2 separate regions of the Mus musculus genome follow, and region 2 is linked to region 1. Evidence: chromatin contacts called from public Hi-C data. All regions are on one chromosome and are shown on one strand. Each heading gives the region's core, a stretch centred on a gene start, on an enhancer-like site or on the middle of the called end of the contact. The rest is flanking DNA. Distances are from core to core; before and after follow the strand shown. Region 1 overlaps Ptprk (protein tyrosine phosphatase, receptor type, K). Region 2 overlaps Ptprk (protein tyrosine phosphatase, receptor type, K).

The links. Hi-C and Micro-C count contacts between places; a contact is called where the count stands out from the background.
Region 2: a Hi-C map of double positive thymocytes shows a contact between it and region 1, with 7 times the contacts expected there. The contact joins two enhancer-like sites. A contact is called at or near these places in 9 of 484 Hi-C or Micro-C datasets (CD4 T cells, CD8 T cells, the HL-1 cell line and 5 more), 5 of 115 datasets of contacts at active chromatin or transcription factors (CD8 T cells, T-cell acute lymphoblastic leukemia, double positive thymocytes and 2 more) and 4 of 9 other capture datasets (adipose tissue, embryonic stem cells, liver and 1 more).

Annotation. Positions count from the first base shown.
Region 1 is chr10:28,591,195-28,596,695 of GRCm38.p6, reverse strand. Ptprk (protein tyrosine phosphatase, receptor type, K) reads right to left here. Exons shown (of 32, transcript NM_008983.2): 30 at 4,648-4,811; 31 at 3,791-3,926; 32 at 1-894. The coding sequence ends at 841. Among named protein-coding and RNA genes, the nearest start is that of Themis, 74 kb to the left of the region's middle. Within about 2 kb of position 2,640, at least 92 of the 459 cell types and tissues checked have an H3K27ac peak or open chromatin away from gene starts, as enhancers often do. A contact at or near this core is called in CD8 T cells, the P5424 cell line, T-cell acute lymphoblastic leukemia and 2 more, where this site is marked.
Region 2 is chr10:28,483,221-28,488,549 of GRCm38.p6, reverse strand. It overlaps Ptprk (protein tyrosine phosphatase, receptor type, K), which reads right to left. Exons shown (of 32, transcript NM_008983.2): 11 at 5,257-5,329. Among named protein-coding and RNA genes, the nearest start is that of Themis, 180 kb to the left of the region's middle. Within about 2 kb of position 2,784, at least 14 of the 459 cell types and tissues checked have an H3K27ac peak or open chromatin away from gene starts, as enhancers often do. A contact at or near this core is called in CD8 T cells, the P5424 cell line, T-cell acute lymphoblastic leukemia and 2 more, where this site is marked.

The sequences.
Region 1 (5,501 bases), core at 1,391-3,890:
TACACTAAACATACAAAAAATAATCTACAAAAAATTGTTTACCATTGATTTTTAGCTAACTCTCCTAAAACAACAACAACAACAAAAATGATTGTGTGGCGGTAGTATTTTATCCATCAAAAAAGTAATGTAAGTAACCAATAAATATAATGTGCTTCTTCCATATAGACATATGTACACTTCAGTCTTTGGCTTATGTTATTTTCTAAAAGGAACTTTAAATGATCCAGCCATCATTGCACATTAAAAGAAAATAAGCCATATATATGTATGTATGTATGTATATATACACACATATGTATATATGTATGTATGTATATATATATATATATATATATATATATATATATATATATATACACACACACACATTTATATAGAATCTGGTACACTTGGAACATATAAAATGAAATTTACCATGACTTTGCACAGCTTGTTTCCTTCCCCATTCTTAAGGTCCCACAGTTTTTATTTTAAAAAGAGAGGGAAATGCCACTTACAAAGTGCATGCAATGTGTGGTAGCTGCTCTACAGAAAGCAGGAGAGAAAAGGCTGTGTGGTCACTGGACAGACACAGACCACTTCTCATCCAAATCTGCCTCTGATTAAAGATAAAATTAGGTGGCATGAAATGTGGATGCTCTCATACAGTCACAGAAACTGATCAAGTCCTTTTTATTAAGATACACAACTTTATAAGAAAAATACATTTGCCTCTCCAATGTAAAAGCCTCCCACCCCGTACATTAAAATCTCTCGGTGCAGTAACAGGTACAACAGCTGCTGGCTCAACAGACGAATGGATTTCTGCTTGGATGCTCTGCAAATAGTCTCAGCGAACTATGAGGACTCCAGGTACTCTAACGCCACATCATAGCAAAAACGATACTGCTCCTGCATCATGTCAGAACAGAAGGGATGAAAGGAGTTAGCAAAAGGCTAATGGTGAGTAATAGCATCTGTGTGAGTTCTTGACACCCAATTTAGATTATTTAAAAGTCGTAAATTACTTATTTTGCATATAACAGGAACATCTGGCCATATATATTTTATTCTCAAGTCTAATGATCCCTTTTAAGAAAAAAAAGAAACAGTAAAAAGATGTTTTATCTTTGCCCTAAATTTCCTATCATTTAATATAGTGCCAAGGATTTTTATAGGATTAAAATAGTTAAGAATGTTTCCCAGCTTACAAAAAGGTAAAGAACCAGGCTGTGGTGGACCACACTTTAATCCCAGCAACCAGACAAGGTGTGTCTCTGAGTTCAAGGCCAGCATGGTCTACAGAGTGAGTTCTAGAACAGCCAGAGCTACACAGAGAAACCCTGTCTTGGCATGGGGGAGGGGAAGAGTACACGATTGACATAGTAATCGTCTCAGAAAAATAAAAAATCGGAGTTCTCAAGAGGATTTTCTGTTTTACATGTTGTATGTTACACATCCTGAGTCTTTTTATATCACGCAAAAATCTACCATGTGGATTATCTGGATTACTTGTTAGATTATTTCAATATCTTTCTGTTTTGTATTGCTGCTGGTGTGTGCCTGTGCTTTCCTCCATATTCCAAATGATCTCTTTAGATAAAAGTGAGGGAGAAAGAGAGAGAGAAAGAGAGAGACAGAGAGACAGATAGGTAGAGACAGTGAAAGACAGAGACAGAGAGAGATGAGAAGAACCCCCTGTATGCTACCTTTTGCAATGGTATCAGAGTACCATTTCAACCAATTTAAAAGGAATATTTAAGAATTAAAAAGAAATAACCCTTCAAGCTCACTTATGCCTAAATAGATTCCTGACACCTCTTCTTAATTAAGACAACTTGATTGACAATGTTGTTGATCAAGTTGATAATGCAACATTTGAGTTAAAATAACACTTCTTTTGAGTGTAGTCACTTAAAATCCACTATCAAGAAGTTTAAAAAGACCAGAGACTGTTATAAATGATGACTTATATTATATAATTCATTGGACAGTTCCCAGCCCAGTCCAAGCAGGTAAAATCTAGGCAGGCTGAACTAGTGCAGAACTTAAAGTAAATATTAAAATATCCAGAATCTCTGACAACCAACGTAAATATGCTCTACATTAGCTTCCTGGGAGAAGTCCCACCAAAGATAAAAAAAAAAAAATGCTTGCAGCCAGTCAGTGCCTCTCAATTTTGTTTAAATCTACATTTCCATATCAAACTCAGCCCAAACCATAGTAAACTTTATTAATCATTGATGTTGATTAAGCAGTGCATTCTGTCAACTCTGTCAAGATTTGTGGGACATAAATAAAAAAGGAAAACAGTAACTCATGGGAAGGTTCTAGAACAAATATTCAACTGTAAACTTAGAAGTCAAAAGGTGGTATATCAAAGGCAAATTTGGAGACAGATGTTACTTCTGAAGGCATGTGACTTGAAATGTTTCAGGCAGAGTATATTTCACAGGTTATACATCTTGAAACCAGAGAGTGATAACTATCTACTGTCCAGTCTGTATGTAAAAATTCTCAAATCAATACTCTCTGTCCTTCTCAACTGCCTGCATTCCAGAGAAGGTGACGTTATCTGGTCCCAGTTGGAGTCTCCTAAGAGCACTCTTTGAGAAAGGGAGAAGTTAGCTGCCACTAGCCAGAGTGAAACAGCATAAACCGAAGTCTTTAGATGTTTGTCTCAGGAAACAATGCACTTCCTGTGTGAACAACCCCAAGCAGGAAGTGGTAAAAACACCAAGAGCTTACTAAATTTCTCTCTCTCTCTCTCTCTCTCTCTCTCTCTCTCTCTCCCTCTTTCCCTCTCCCTCACTCTCTTTCCCTCTCCCCCCCCCCCCCCGCTTCCTCCTCTCTCCCTCCCACAGCCCCACACCTCCGTTGCTCCCATCATCTTGATAAAGTAGGGCAAGCAACAGTGATGCCCTGGCTTTTCTCCCTTTCTTTTCTATGATTGCTGCAGCTGCTCTTCCTTCCCAGTCTCTTTGTACTTATGTGTAACCCCCAAGTCAAGCATGTTACAGAGGCAGTAACTTTCTTACTTGGTACACAGCTCCATTTAGATGAAGCCTTGCTCACATATCCCCATTTGTCCTTATTTTAGAGGCTTTGTGAGCTTAGAAGAACTTTTGTCACATTATATGCACTGTACTGTAAGGCTGATAAAAGCTTTTCAGCTGACAGCAAGGACAGACTGACAATTTACATTCGGATTAGATGGGGAAGGATTATGGATAATAGCTGCTATAAACTTCAGTTGCTCTTTCAAAAACACTGGGCGTCAGGTCTGTTTATATAGGTCAGTGGTAGAATGCCTGGCCTAGCATGCTTGAGATCCTGGGTTCCATACCTAACAACACCCACACACGCACACACACACACACCAAAATAAGTCAATTAAAACAAAGTAAGTGAACAAACAGAAAATAGGTGTCTAAGATTCTGAGGTGACCTATGAGTATATCTGCGACTTAACTCAATATGCCTCAACAAGCAAAAAAGTGACTACACTTTAGTGAGATTTATTTTCCTAGAACTATTTACTGCACAGCACAAATTCACTGATAATAAGGAGGACAAATTTCACTTCTCAAATCGCATGAGACCATTTTCTTCACCCAACAGGTTATGTGATGGGGAATGCATTTATACAGGCAAAGCCAGACTAGCTACACTCTACCTATTAGTCACAACGTCCCAGCAAGTTTCATGTGCACATCTGACTGATTTCCTCTATGTGCGTGAAGACCCACAAGTCAGTAGGTATATGACTGAGTAGTCACTGAGACCCTCGAAAGATTCTGTGGCTCACCGGGGCTTCCACCATGTTTGGCTTGCTGTTCCTCAGCGTCTTTACTGCATGGAAAACATCCACCACATTTTGCCGCTTCACCATCTCCACAACAATGCCTATGGCACAGAACATGCCACTGCGCCCACCGCCATTCCTGAAAGCAAAGACATGCTTAGTACCTTTGGGGGAATCACGTGTCACACCATCACACTCTCCTGGGAAAGGACACTTATCTTTAAAAATTCTCCCATTTCTTTGGATTCTCCTCTACATTTGTGTGTGAAGGGAAGAGGGGAGGATACTAGAGGATGAAGTTCTCTCAGGAGCTTATGAGCAGGAATATGTGACAGGCATAATTTGTTGTAATGTAGAGATGTTGAGATCCTAACCATTTGCCTGAAACAGAAGTTGTCCAGACAGGTACTTGAAAGAGTTAAACCATAAAACAACTGCATAATTTTTATTGTGTGGATATGTTTTCCTCCATGTTGTCTGTATACCCAGCGCATGCACTGCCCACAGAGGTCAGATGTGAGCATCAGATCTCCTGGAACTAGAGTCAAGAGAGGGTTGTGAGTCACCAGTTAGGTCCTGGGTATCAAACTCAGATCCTCTAGGAAAGTAGGCACTGCTCCTAACTACTGAGTCATCTCTTATTAGATTTAATAGTCAGAAAACAAAACTAAAATTAATAGTAAAATATTCATTTCTGAGACTAGAGTTCTATTTTGAAATACGAGCTATGGTAGTTTTGTCTGCCAGGATTTGAGGAACATCTTTTAAACACACACAAAGCAAAGGCTAGCCAGGAAATGAGTTCTGAGGCTCCCTGCATGGCAAGGCCACGATGCCCTGCCCTGCCCTGTCCTACTCACAAGCAGTGGATGATTGTCCGGCCTTCCCCTTCTTCACATTCCTCTTGCCATTTTTCCACCTGCAGTATCAATTTCAAAAACGAGCGTTTGGAGCCAGGCACTTCTCGATGAGAAGCCCAGCCTAGGTACTGGAACTGTTGTACCATCAGATAGCCCTCCTGTGGCTGTAGAGAAAACCAGCATTTTATGAACATCAGGATGAGATCCTTTAACATATGGTAAAAGACATGCACTATTTATAGTACAGAGGGAACTTATACTGGACTGAGTCTAGTAATTGTGGTGCCTTTTCAGAAACATTCCAAGCTATGACAGCAAGAACCCACAACTTGTTCTTTTTATTTGCCTGAGATGGCTTATACTGATTGCCAACTTGATAGGCTCTAAAGTCACCTTGAAGACAAATATCTTGGCATGCTTGTGAAGTAGGTTGGTCCACCCTCCCTTCCATCTATTCTTACTGCGGGCATCATGATTTTGCTGAAGTTCGAAAGTGATCTTGTCGTTCTTAGACCTCATGAGTTCGTAATGCTCTTAGTCTATCAGGATGTAAAACTCCTTTCATGATCTGGTTCGTTTCCACTGTCACACCTCTTTTCCCTCTAACATGCCATTGAGGTTGGAAACACTGGTCTCTCTTAAGCTCATTTACCTCTTTTCTATTTGCCTTGGGGACTTTGAAGAGAATGTCCCATTTGTTTGGAGAACTTCTTTCTATAGTGTTCTTTTAACTGTCAAGTAGAATAGCTAATTTGACCACAGTTTGCCTGCAGACTTTCCCATAATGCCACATAACTTTAGTGTTCTTGGAAAGCTCTCTGTCTCTAGCTATCCCACACTCAAATAATACCTAC
Region 2 (5,329 bases), core at 1,535-4,034, 110 kb after region 1:
AATTGCCACCCCTGGGGCATCAAGTCTCTAACAGGATTAACCATGTCCTCTCCCACTGAGGCTAGACAAGGCAGTCCTCTGCTTCATATGTGCTGGGCCTCAGACAAGTCCAAGGATGCTCTTTGGTTGATGGCTCAGCCTCTGGGAGTTCCCAAAGGTCCAGGTTAGTTGATACTTTGGGTCTTCCTATGGGGTTGCCATCCCCTTTGGTTCCTTCAGTCCTTCCCCTAGCTCTTCCATAGGGGTCCTTGGCCTCAGTCTAATGCTTGGCTGTGAGTATCTGCATCTGTCTCAGTCGGCTGTTGGTAGAGCCTCTCAGAGAACAGCTCTGCAACCCACCTACAAAACTTTTGACCCCAAACTGCTCCTGTCTAAACAAAATATAGGAACAAAAATGGAGCAAAGACGGAAGGGAAGGCCAACCAGTGACCAGCCCAACTTAGTATCCATCTCATGGGTGAGTACTCATCCCTGACACTATTACTGATACTATACTGTGCATGCTTTTGTTTCTTAAGGTTTTTAAATTATCAAATAGAATTTAACAATAGTTAAGTTTAAAACATTAGAAGAGATTGGGACACTAATAATTCAAAATATTCCATAGTCTTTTAATATGTTTATTCATTTGTCATCTTTGCTATTCATTTTCATTAAAAGTTTAAAATATTACCGATTAACTTAAATCACGATATAGGTGTTAGAATCTTCCTTTAAAACCCAAATATAATGTGTGTTTAAAAATTAGAAGTGAAATTGGCTTCCACAATAAAACTTAATTAAACACAGCTAAAAGTAATTCTTAGTTTTGTGGCATAGGACACAGAACAACTGCCCTTCCATTTCAAGGAGCAGAAGTGAATTCCGCTGTTGCACAGAGAGTATGTGACTTATACTGTGGACAGTTCACTGATAAGATGCTTATCAATATGGAGCTAGAATCAAAGCTGCATACAATAGTCTGCCGTGAGACTTAACAACAACAATACAATTACCAAGCTAATCTGTGAGTGTGGCTATAGGTTTACGCTGCATAAAGCATTGGGACAAGAAAAAAGCAAAGTAAACATCAGTACATATGTTATTTCATATTTTACGAATCTATCCTTACAGCTGCAGGAGACAGACACTCATCTCTAAAGTTTCAGAGTCATGTGAAAACAGCTTTCCAAGATCCTTCCCCATTGAGACATGGCTTGTTCTATCCTACTGCCAGCATTCTGAAAGTCAGAAGAGTTATGGTAGTCATTTTTCCTGATGGCCAAGCATTCCAGGTGCTTTGTTTATTCACTCCTAATATGTAAAAGCCCGTTCTCTTATCTTTTTCCTTCTCTCTATGTAAGAGTTATCGGGCTACCAAATCACCAAACTCAAAATCCCGGCATTAGCTTAAATCAGTCCTCACTCCCTGTAATCTTTCCCCATCTTTCAGCGTGCAATTTTGTCTCAGTTTTGCCCTTCATCCTACAAGTCAGACTCTATCCTTTAGACTGGGATTAATATTATCCTGAATCCCTGTATTTATCTCTTTTGCTCTCACTATTTTCCAATATGGACTATTCATTTGAAGTTACAAGGACTCCTGTGATCTACATGCCATACACATTCGAGGGCTTCCTCATCCTCTTTACAGTGTTAATATAAAGTTAATGTACTTCTGTCCTGACTGCTTCCCTCTGAGTATAGTCTTGTAGCTCCAACTCATACTTCCTTTGAGGTGGAGGGAATGGCTGGAGAAGTCATAATTACACCACATTCTCTTTAAATCTCATCTCTCATCATTCATTCATGGATACCATTCATGATGCCATGGCCTCATTGTCAGGGGGGACTAGGCTCAGAAAATCTGGGACTAAAGCAGTACTCCAAATCACTTCTTTGTGATCTCTTTGAACACCCATAATCTCTTCTCAAAGTGAACCTTGGCAGACTTCATTTCTTCCCCTCCTTAATAAAAATTTCTCTCTGTGTTATCAGGCATTGTATTATCAGGGAGTCTCTCACACTCCACACTGGATGCCTATTTCAGATATCCAGATGAACTCCTGGTATGCAAAGATTGCTATGGAATCTGTGAGTTTGTGGGAATCACTGTTAATTTAAGTTTTAAAATAAGCCTATGCTAAATAAAGTAAATGCACTAGTGCTGAGTAAGGAGGATTTCTTAGTTACTGTAACAGAGGATCTGGAAGGAGAGCTTCTCATTAAGAAGTTCAAGAAAAAGAAAGCCCATTTGTTGTAGGTTTGGGACAAATGGACCGTGAAATGTAAGCTAATAAACACTAACAGTATCACAGGAAGGGAAGATAGACCCAATATTCAGGATTGATGACTGAGGACTAGTGGGAAGCTTTCAGGGTTAGCTGGAGGTTAAGAGATCTGATATTTTGGGAAGACACAACGTAGAGCAGCAGTAACATTGACAGCAGAGGGGGTAACTAAGCCGCAAGAAATTAAGCAGAAAGTAAATACTTTACAGGAAAGTCGAAATGGCATGATAGGATCCAAGAAATGATTTATAGAATCAGACCACAGACTCAGTGCTAGGAAAATTGACCACCCCATCACATGAGACTCTGACTTTAAAGACATTAGGACACTGGACTACCTCAGAATCAGACCCCAGTGTCTTGCAGGCATGGTTGGAAGGAGGGAAGTTGTTAGTGGGGAAGAAGGTACTACTGGACTAAAGGATGCCAAAAGCAAGGGAAGCAAAGTCCAAACCCAGCAAATGCCAAACTGCAGTGCTGTCTACTTAAGTGTGTGTAGCCCTGCCTGCTGGCTCCACCTGCAGGCGCTCCGGGCAAATGCTGCTAAATAAAGATGGCCTTGACTGAATTAACATGTTGGCACTCTTACTCCTCTTCCCTTTTAGGAACATTCACTTACTAACTTTGGCAAATGCTCACAGTAACTTATTTCTTATTCGAATAGCCTATTTTATAAAGTCAGTTTTCTGTTTGTGCATATGTTTTTGAGTGTGGTATAAGCAAGTGTACACCCATATTCATGCACGTAGAGGCCAGAAGAGCATGTTGAGTTCTTTCCTTTATTACTCTCCACCTTATTTTTGGATAGGGTCCCTCACTGACCCCGAGGCAAGCTATGTCAGCCATGCTGGCTGGTCAAAGAGCTCCTGGGATTGGCCTTTATCTGTACCCAATTCTGGTACTATAGGCAAATATAGTATTACTTGGCTTGCACAGGGTTTATTGGCCAATTATTCAAACTTACATCTTCTTGTGTGCACAGCAGGCAGTCTTGCCTACTGAATGATATCTCCAGTCCTTCAACTTGTTTTCTGAGAACTACTCATCTGTACTATATAATTTGCAGTGCCTAGCCAGTGGGCTCAATTCCAGGAATTGCTAACAAATACAATGAGGCACATTTCCATGCCAGGGAAAGATAAATGACTATTAAGAATTATTTTTGTATAGTTGCTGGTTTAGACCTTATGAATTCTTAGTAATTAGAAATCATGCATATATAAAGGCAAGCAGAAGACAAGAAAGTCGTTTAATCAAACCCATAGAAAATACACAGAATTCCTGAGCACTGTCAATTAGCTCAGGATCTACATGATAGAATGACCCCTGATACCCTAAGAAACCTGGGAAGAGACACTGTGTTGTGTTATGATCAGTGTATCTTTAATTTATAATATTAAGATGGGTGACAGGCACTTAATAAATGGTCAAAATTTGCAGAAAAAAATTTGATTAAGTGAACAAAGGATCATATAAGTTATACAGCACAGCCTGACAATAATAATGATAATAATACCTGAAGAAAAAGATGGCTTCACTTAACATTTTTAGGGATTTCAAATAGTTTTAAATTTTATTTATTTATTTATTTTTGTTTTGCTGACTTTTTTTTTTTTTTTTTTGAATGTGTGTCTGTGTAGCACATGTGTGCAGTGCCCGAGGATGCCAGAGAGAATATCATATTTCCTGTGACAGGAGTTTTAGATATTTGTGAGTCAACAGGTGAGTGCTAGGGGTTGAACCAGATTCTTCTAAAGGGCTGTTAGTGCTCTTTCCACTGAGCCATCTCTCCAGACCAAGGCAAACTTTAAAAGAGAAATACAGCTACCTGGAATCCTCTTAAACATCAGGAACTGATTAAATGCCTATGGTGTAAGTTTTGTCCCTACTAGGGACATGTGAATGGCGATGAATACGTGCCAATAGAGAAGGACACCAAGTCCAGCTGAATGAGACATTTTCTACTCCTCTTCATACCAGCAATCAAAATGATTTGGAGATCGATTCCTGAACAGCACTGTATACTGACTTCAGATGTTCAAGTAGCTGATGTTCCAGAGCATCTATGTTACAGGCACACTAGCGACCTCTCTTGTTCTGGAATGTGGTGGTGCACTGAATTTTAGCTAGATGGGGATTGCAAGTTTTCTTTGTGACTCATGTTCATCAACATATTTTTTATTCATGAAAAAATACTGTACAACTCTGATGACAAAAGACATCAGTTTCTTTAAGTCAAGGATATTGGTTTTACATACAGAACAGAGACTGACCGGCTTTTGAAAGGATTTATAAACAGCACAAAACTCAATCCTGCTCTCAGATGTGCCTTACCTTTATACCTATATGGTTTTCTTATTAATATTGATTAACAAAATGCCCACATAGCTATTGGTTGCAATCAGAATTTTGAAGGTTCATCTGTAGTTGTTCAAAATATAAAAAGCTGAAATAATTTTATTAACCTCTAAAAATGACATGGACTAGTATATTTTTTGACATGGATCAGATTTTTTATTGGAGAGAATAGCAGTAGTAGGTAATAGGAAAGATTTTAATATTAAAAGATAAAGGAACCAGTAAGCTGCACTTTATTATGAAATTTCTGATAATTTAAGAGCTGAAAGGCCACAGGGGCTTGATCTGCTTTTATTCTTCTGCATTTCTTTCAAAATCCTCACGTGATTTTGGTCTCTCACGTGAAATTACTCATAAGAGATACACAGAGTTGGACAAGAATTACTTCCTCAGATTATTTGACAAATACCTTCAAGGTACAGATCCCAGTAGAGGAAGTGAAATGAAACAGAATACAGACAGCAATAGTCTTAGATGGGACAGAAACACCCTTGGAAGTCCCCTCTTAACTACAGGTCTATTTGCAATCTTTGTTCAAATGAATAACCATATCATAGGAAGAAAAGAACCATAGGAAGACACTTCTCTCACTGGCAGCTTTTCCTTTTGACCATTCCCACCCCCTTACCTGATAGGAGCACCTTTGGCTTGTGCAGGCCTCAATAGTACTGTGATGGTGGTGGCAGTTTCATTCAGAGAGG